Linked DNA regions of Mus musculus: region 2 is linked to region 1. Evidence: chromatin contacts called from public Hi-C data. All regions are on one chromosome and are shown on one strand. Each heading gives the region's core, a stretch centred on a gene start, on an enhancer-like site or on the middle of the called end of the contact. The rest is flanking DNA. Distances are from core to core; before and after follow the strand shown. Region 1 holds the start of Gna13 (guanine nucleotide binding protein, alpha 13). Region 2 has its middle 27 kb from the start of Map2k6.

What was found. Hi-C and Micro-C count contacts between places; a contact is called where the count stands out from the background.
Region 2: a Hi-C map of B cells shows a contact between it and region 1, with 6 read pairs. The contact joins the enhancer-like site here to the promoter of Gna13 in region 1. A contact is called at or near these places in 1 of 39 promoter capture datasets (liver), 1 of 484 Hi-C or Micro-C datasets (B cells) and 4 of 115 datasets of contacts at active chromatin or transcription factors (embryonic stem cells, extraembryonic endoderm stem cells and pancreatic cancer cells).

Annotation. Positions count from the first base shown.
Region 1 is chr11:109,360,633-109,365,001 of GRCm38.p6, reverse strand. It overlaps Gna13 (guanine nucleotide binding protein, alpha 13), which reads right to left and starts at 2,208. Exons shown (of 4, transcript NM_010303.3): 1 at 1,746-2,208. The coding sequence starts at 2,028. Gm11696 (predicted gene 11696) reads left to right here and starts at 1,348. Exons shown (of 2, transcript NR_038097.1): 1 at 1,348-1,896.
Region 2 is chr11:110,370,270-110,374,052 of GRCm38.p6, reverse strand. No RefSeq gene overlaps it. Among named protein-coding and RNA genes, the nearest start is that of Map2k6, 27 kb to the left of the region's middle. Within about 2 kb of position 1,257, at least 36 of the 459 cell types and tissues checked have an H3K27ac peak or open chromatin away from gene starts, as enhancers often do. A contact at or near this core is called in B cells, where this site is marked.

The DNA of each region.
Region 1 (4,369 bases), core at 959-3,458:
AAAGACCCAAGACCGCCCATGAGGCTTCCACTTACACAGGTCAGCTCAAACTCCTGTCTCTAAAACTGTTACTTCTGTCATCATCGGGAAGTCATTTCTTTGGATACAAGAAAAAATTGTTATGCTTTCACTTTTCTGACCATGCCAACAAAAGAAAATAAGATGCCTCCCTAGACTTCAACCTGATCACACAATCATGTTCAAAGGGACTCTTAGGCCCAGTGTGTGTAGAAAAGCAGGTGATTTGCCTCGCTCACAAGTGACTACTTGAGTCTGTTCATTCTTTAAGTTCATCTGTATCAGGATACAAAGGTACCTTCAATTAAGGGCTGGCAAGGTACAGTTTACAGTCTTCCAGGAGACTTTAATTAGTTCTGTGCTGAGCATTAAGGCAGACTGAACACAGCCATCCTTTTCAGCTTTACTGCAAAGGTACAAGGGTAAGGGCAAGACATGGACTGTGAGCTCCTGGCCTCGCCCTCTCCCCTCTCTGCCTGGCAAAGCATCTTCTCTAGTCTTTCCCTACTTGAAACACTGAAGGGGGTGGGGGGAACGGACCCATGAGGGAGTTTGCTTATGTTCTTCTTGAACAACAAAAAATATGCTTAAAAAAAAGTCACACAACTCCTTGAAAAGACCTACAAAATTAAAGTTTGCTTCCAAGCCCTAGATTTAATAGGGTGACTCCTTAACCACTCAGAAATCTGTTTTCTGATGTGCTGCTGTGCCTCAACTCTGCCAACTTCTCTTAGGTAGAAAATACCTGACACTAAAGAAAAAAAAATTAAAAAAAACAAGATGATTCTTTTAAATGATAAAAATAAAAGCCACCTCTGCAACTTATTTGAACACTAAGGAATAAAAATATTGGGTGGTTTTCACTTAAGGAACAGTATTTAAAATACTGTTCAACAGGATTTGTGAAGCCCACCATGCAGTCCAGCACATGTATTTAAACATAAATTCATGAAAGCATTAGAAATGATATGAAATGATACTGTTTTTTTCTCCTGTCTCGAGTTATTAAGAAAAAAAAAAGTGTGCAACATGTTGAACTGTGATTACAAACATCCTGTAGCAATGAGCCGATAAAACCACTCGCGCTAATTTTTTTTAATAGACTTTCCTGATGCCAGTTCAGTAAACGTGAGTTTCATACTCTTGCCCCAAAAGGCTCTAGAGGCTGTCACTCTATGCCCTTGACAAGAGTCTCAGGGTAAAAAAAAAAAAAAAAAAAAAAAAAAAGTTTCCTCATTACAACCGTTCCAGAACTTGCTTAAGTCAAGAGGTGGCCTAGGAAGCCCAAAGCTGGAAGGGTAACATACCCGGTTACTAGGGTCACCCACCAGGGACGGGCAGAAAGGAAAGAAGGATAGGAAGGGATAGGGAGTGTAGGACCTGGGGCTACTGATGGGTGGTCTTGCCCGGAGTGCAGGGAGGACACAAGTTGCCCCGCTGCCCCGAGTCACCCTACTCGCCGCACTTCCCTCTTGGAGGGGGCGAGGCCAGCCGCGGAGTGCTGGGCCGACCGTGACCCTCACCGGGGTAGCACGGGGGGGACAGCGGGGCGTCCCGGATCGAAGGGACCAGGGCAACAGGGCGCACAGAACGGTGCCCAAGGCGCGCCCACCCGCTCGCCCGTCCGATCTGATCCCGTTCGGTCTCCTCCGACTGGGGACCCGGCGGATGAGGGCGGTGCCCGGCCCGGCTCCCCAGGGGTCCCCGAGCCCCGCCGCGCCCCGCACCTTTGATCACGTTGCTGTAGATGGTGGGGCGGAACTCCTCGCGCGCGCGCTGGTCGAAGTCCTGGCCGTGGATGATCCGCATCTGCTTCAGGAAGGTGGACTTGCCGCTCTCGCCCGCGCCCAGCAGCAGGATCTTCACCAGCCGCTTCACGTAGGTCTTCTCCCGCGACAGGCATTTGTCGATCTCCTTGGACTTGCGCTGCTGCTCGGCCTCGCCGTTCGTCAGCACGCAGCCCGGGAAGCACACGGACAGCACGGAGCGCGACGGCAGGAAGTCCGCCATCTTGCCGCCGCCGCCGCCTCGGCGGGCCCCTGCGGCTCCTCCACCTCCTCCTCCGGCAGCGGGCGGCTCCGGCAAGGCGGCTGGAGGGCGGGGAGCGCAGCGGCGGCCCGAGCGCGCCCGGGGAGGGAGGGAACCCGAGGACTGACTCGCCAGGGCGGGCCGCGCCGGCCGGGGGAGGGTGGGAGGGAGGGAGGGAGGGAGGGAGGGCGGGCCCGGGGAGGGGCGGCGGCCCTCTGGGCGTGCGCGTGCCCGCTGCCTTTCGGGTACGCGCACGCAGGCACGCCGAGCGGAGGAGGGAGCGGCAGCGGCGGGAGTCACGCGCTCCTGTGCAGCCGGGAGCGCGCTCGGAGAGCGGCGGAGCCCGGGTCACGTGGGCCAGGCTGGGCGCGCGCGCCTGCGGATCCAGAGTTTCTGTTTCCCTTTAGTGCCACCGCTTCCCGGAGCCCCGAGGCGAGTAAGCAAAGCCCATCCTGACCCCTTTCCGCTGGGGCATCTTTCTCACTACAGATCCCACTGCCCTTTCCCATAGTTACTCGCCCGCCGCTTGCTGTCACCTTCACGCGACCTATTTTGAGACCATTGGCTGGGACATCCCCGCACCCGACCAGTGCAAGCCTTCCTTCGTTACAGTTTGCCTTGTTTTGTTTTGTTTTGTTTTAACTCTTGAGACAAGATCCCTGCGGCCCAAGTTGGCTTAAATTTGTGACAATCGTCTTGCTTCAGCCTCCCTGTCCGTTTCTGGTATTACCGGCAGGCAAGAGCTTTCCTTCAAGATCGTGCGTTTAATTAGCAGCGACCCTTCCCCGCCCCCTTGTCATCCTAACCATCCCGAATCTGGAAGGATAAGTAGATGTCAGATGTCGTTATTGATCAACACCTCACCCTAGCAGCTCAGGGCACTATTGATAACCTGCCCTGGTTTGAGGGGAAGTTGGAGTTGATGTTCTCGTGAGATGTGCCAGGAAGGTCGCTGGCGGCTGGCTCACTCATTAGATTCCCATCCGAGCTGCACTTGTGACTTGGGTAATGCCTTCTGAGGTCAGTGAATGGTGGAGAGGGTGAGGTCATGTTGAAAATCCCCCTAAACCGGACACTCTGATGCACGTTCTTCCCAAGGAAGCAGATAAGCGCTCAGCCTAGGACTGCAGCAGGCACATTTTGGGTTTCCTGCCGGATTACAGAGGATATGACAGACAAGAAACTTTTTTTTTTCTGTCATACCAGCAGATCAGGCCAGAACACCTGAAAAAGAGACTCCTGGGGAACACGTGACTAGTGACAGCTGAATGACTGTAGCAAGGACCTCAGAAGCCAACTTCTTCATTCTTGTCAGTTTCAAAGTTGATGCCTGTCTGGTTTTGCTCCTGGGACCTGACTCGTGTGCAACTTGGGAACTTCCTGTGTGTTAGGGAGTTGGGGTAAAGAGGTCAACACCGTGACATGCACAAGTTTAAAATTTTAAAAACCAGCACTATAAGTCAGTCCATCAGTTACTGTCCATTTGGGCCAATGACTGGGTAGCTCACGACTCACTCACTACACTGGCTGCAGTAAACAATACATGTAGTAGAATTGTCTCCTGTTACATCCACTGAGACCGCGAGCGGACCTGAGCCCACAGAGTAGGCTGTGTGCAAAGTAGGCTGAGCTCGCATCCAGCATCTGTGGATTGCTAAAGTCAGGACTGATTTGTGACCAAAGTCTGTCATAGATGGTTGATCTCTGTATATACCTTGATCACTGTTAGGGATACCCTGTTCTAGGGCCGTGAAAAGGCCAGCTTCTACCCAGGACAGGTAGACACCAAGGCCCTGAATTACCTCCATGTTCTAGTCCGAATTCATTAGCAGAAACAGAGGAGGGAAATGCGTACGTTAGATTAAGCATCTTCGTTTTCCTGAGGTGTACACAACAGAGTGGAAAAGCAAGGATGCCTAGGAGGCAGGAAGGGATTCCTGCCTGGCCAGTTCTTGTCGGGACATGTAACACAGCAGGGAGGCTGTTCAAAGTCCTGAGTGGAACCTCGCCTTGGAACAAATTTGGCTCGGGTTGAGCCTGGCTGCCCTAATCAGGGTTTCTGAAAAGAAACGTTTAAAGCCCGGGCTGGGGTTTGGCTGCTTTGTGTAACTGGTGATCAAGACACTTTGTAAATCATAAGCATAAAAGTGAGTCCGTTTAGTGGTTCTTCAAAAGCTAAACATAGAACTACCACGTGACCAGGCAGGTCCACTCCGAGGTGTGTACCCTCAGAAAACCCAGCACGCTGCTCAGGCAAAAACGTGGACACCCATGGTCCTGGCAGCGCTGTTAAGAACAACAACAAAATAAATGAATACCACTT
Region 2 (3,783 bases), core at 8-2,507, 1.0 Mb before region 1:
TCTCAGAGCCGAATCTTTTAACAGTATACGACTTTTATCACTTATTTCTTGATGCTAATCTTCGTTTCTTGCTACTCTGCAAAAAAAAAAAAAAAAAAAATCAAAATGGAAAAACGACTGGACGACAATAAAAACTCATCTAAATCAAATGAGTTGTTTTCCAGTTTTGAAAATGCCTGGTTTTCCATTTTTATTGTCTAAAAATATTTTAATTAATTTTTTGATAATGTAATTCGAGGTTTTGGTCATATTCATGCACCCTTCCCTACCTCCTCCTAGATTCCCCGCTCTACCCTCTGCCCAAACTCCCTTATCTTCCAAACATGCTCTCCTTCTACCCAGGAAGTTCAATTTGTGCTGCCTAGATACTCTTGGGTGTGAGGCCTGGACCTAACAGGGGTCAGCCCATTAAAGAAAATTGACTCCCCCTCTCTCAGAAGCTATCTGTTGCATTAGGTCCTCAGATAGAGGTGGGCAACTTTATGCCCACCTTCCCTTTGTCACAGGATTTCTTATGTCCACTATGTTTTCCTTCAATTATGTACATTTGTTTGAAGTAATTAAGCCAAGGAAGATATATAAGAAACATGACCATTTAAATGCTTAGGATTTCAACACTGAACACCACTTCAGGTACCACTCACGCATAACAAAAATGTTGGCATTTTTTGGAGTATGTTCAGATAAAGGACGGGTGCTGGACTGACAATAAGAAAGATAAGGTGCTACAAATAATTATAAATGCTACTATAATTAAAGCAGTAAGCTTTCTTGAGTTCTGTATAGAACAACAACAACAACAAAAAAAGGAAATGAAATAGAAGAAATGGGTGAACTTCACACGTTTGTTTCTTCACCACAAAAGAACTCGTTTCCTGAAATATGTCTATAAGGTTAACAACAACAACAATAACAACAAGAAGCCAGGTATAAAAACAGGATCCTTTCGCTATTTTGTTTGGTTTGTTGATTTTCACTTAGCTTGCGTGTGGTGCTGCAGGTAGATCTATAACTTTATGCTGGTTAGGTAATTCTGTCTTAAAATACATTGTACTTCAATCTTGGTACCCATGGAATACCTTCTTTGAAAGATTGAAACGCTCTTCTTCCTATTTTCATGGTGAGCTAGAGGGGTTTTAAGGTTATCCTGTCTCTGTGTCACCTTCACGTCCCCTCACTCATGATAGTCATCACAGCTGTGTGGCTCTCTGTTCCGATAGATTTAAAGTCAATACCCGGCTTTCACTTCTTCTTTCTTTGTTCCTAAATTCTTCTCTTTTTTTGAGACATCTGAGTTTTCTTGTTCAGCGCTCAGAAGGGCTTGTGATTGCTACTCTCTAAATCGTTCCACGTTTGAGCATGTGACCTTACAAACAGAACGGCACAGCAAATACAATGTAATATTTTATTCTTTGAGAAGGCTTCCCATTCCTGAGTGTGGACGCTTAGACTTCGGTATGCACACGGATTACCTAAGACTCCACAGGCTGGCTGCCTCTTTATATAATAATATAAGTATTAATCATATAATTAAACATACAAGTTTGGTTTTGGTTGCTCACCTCCCCTCCCATCCCGGTCCATCTCCCTGCCTGCCCCGCCCCCCACTCCACATAAGCTGGTGTCCCCACTGTCATATCACATGTCACTTCTGTTGTACTCTCTCGTCACCTTCCCCCTTCAAGCCTTCCCCTCCCCCCCCCACCCCCCCCACCCCCGTCTTGGGACACTTTCTGGTTTTTGACTGCCATGTAATTATTCATATAACAAAATGCAGGCATTTAGAAGACTAGAAGGAAGATCTCCTTAACTGGAGCCCTACGAAAGACTCAAAAGCTTGGGGGATGACAGCTGGCCTTCCTGAAGAAAGAAAAGCAGGTTTCATCTGGATTCTCCTTGTTAGACTTTAATTGCAGGCGTTCACCTGCCTCAGGGTTTTCTACCTGGATCCCCACCCCACCATGGCCTCAGGGACGACTCCTTGACCTCCTTAAAGTCACAGTTCTGTCTCGAAAAACCAAAAAAAAAAAAAAAAAAAAGTCGCAATTCAAAGGTCACTTTTTCTGATGCCTGCTGACTTCCGCCCTTTGCTTGTTTCAGTCTCTTTAATTTCCCATCAGCCTCACTCCTCAGTAAATCTCGCGAGAGTCGAGCTTTGTTTGTTTGTTTGTTTGTTTGTTTTTGTTTTTCTGTCCATCATACAACCTCTAGCATGTGGTACTTAATCGATGTGAGTTGAATTTGTTTGCTTTTTCTTGCTCAGCGTGATGGGGAGGATAGGAACTTTTGGTGGGCTTTTCTACCGCCACCTCTATTCTTCTCAGTCTCTAGAACCCTCGCCAGAGATTCTGATGAAAGCAGTCATGTATGGAGAGACCTGCCCGAGAGTATGATGAGATTGTAATCCGGAGCCTTCCTAGTCACCCAAGCTACATCTCTAACCTTAGCCAGCTTAGAGTGCTTTGTTCAGTGGAGAAGTATAGAAGCAGCATGCGCGCCCGCGCGTGCGCACACGCACACACACACATACATTTATATTCATATATATATATATATATATATATATATATATATATATATATAAATATGTATGTGAGAATCACATCCATTTATATAGAGAAACACATACATTAACATATAAGAATATGTAATATATTCTCAATTTTCTGTACTGTTTTGATGATGAATATACCCACAAAGAGAAACACATACATTAATACACTAAGGACATATAATATATATATATATTTTTGTTTTGTTTTGTTTTTTTTTGTTTTTCGAGACAGGGTTTCTCTGTATAGCCCTGGCTGTCCTGGAACTCACTCTGTAGACCAGGCTGGCCTCGAACTCAGAAATCCGCCTGCCTCTGCCTCCCCAATGCTGGGATTAAAGGCGTGCACCACCATATATATTCTTAATTTCTCTGCATTGTTTTGATGGTGAATTCGGCTAGGATGGGAAAAAATTAGGGCACTTGGGAATTAATAAGGTGGGGGATGTAGCTTGGTGGTAGAGTGCTTTCTTCTCTACCACAGAGGCCTGGGGTCTACCTCTGGCACTGCAGTAACCAGGTGTGGGGTCACCCACCTGCAATCCCTGTGCTCTGGAGGCAGAAGCAGGAGGAAGAGTAATTCAACATCATCCTCAGCTGCAGAGGGAAAAGGGAAGTTCCATTATTTTAAAGCTGATTTTTATTTTATTTTATTTTAATTAAAGGTATTTTCTGTGCTGGAAATGAAAGCCAGGGCCTTGTGCGTGCTGAGCACTGAAATGAAAGCCAGGGCCTTGTGCATGCTGAGCACTGAGCTCCATGGTCAGTCCCTGCCTCCCTCTGTTTTTCTCTCTCTTTCAGTTGCCTTTTCTCCCGATAACTTCTGCCACAAAACAAAAACCATTAGTATGAATTAATCTTCAGTAAGCAGGTGATTTCTGCAAGTGGCAAAAGAATCTTACAATCGTCAGGGCCTGTTTTATAGACTGTTTCCTGGGACCTCTGAATACTAGGCACTTTTTGTGGGAGCCATAATGATTGTACCTCTGTCCTGGTTTTCAGGACTACTTAGTCAAACATCAAAACACACCTTACCATTGACAGTTATCATAACGGTGCCTTTGACACTGTCCCAAGTGCTTAATATACACCTTCTTATCCTCAAAGAAGCTCTGTGATTTAGGCAAATTAAATACCTTTATTTTCACTGCTGGGGCTGGAACTGAAGGCTAAGCAAGGGCTCTACCACTAAGCTCCAGCTCCAGGGATAGGTTTTAAGGAAATGATGACTC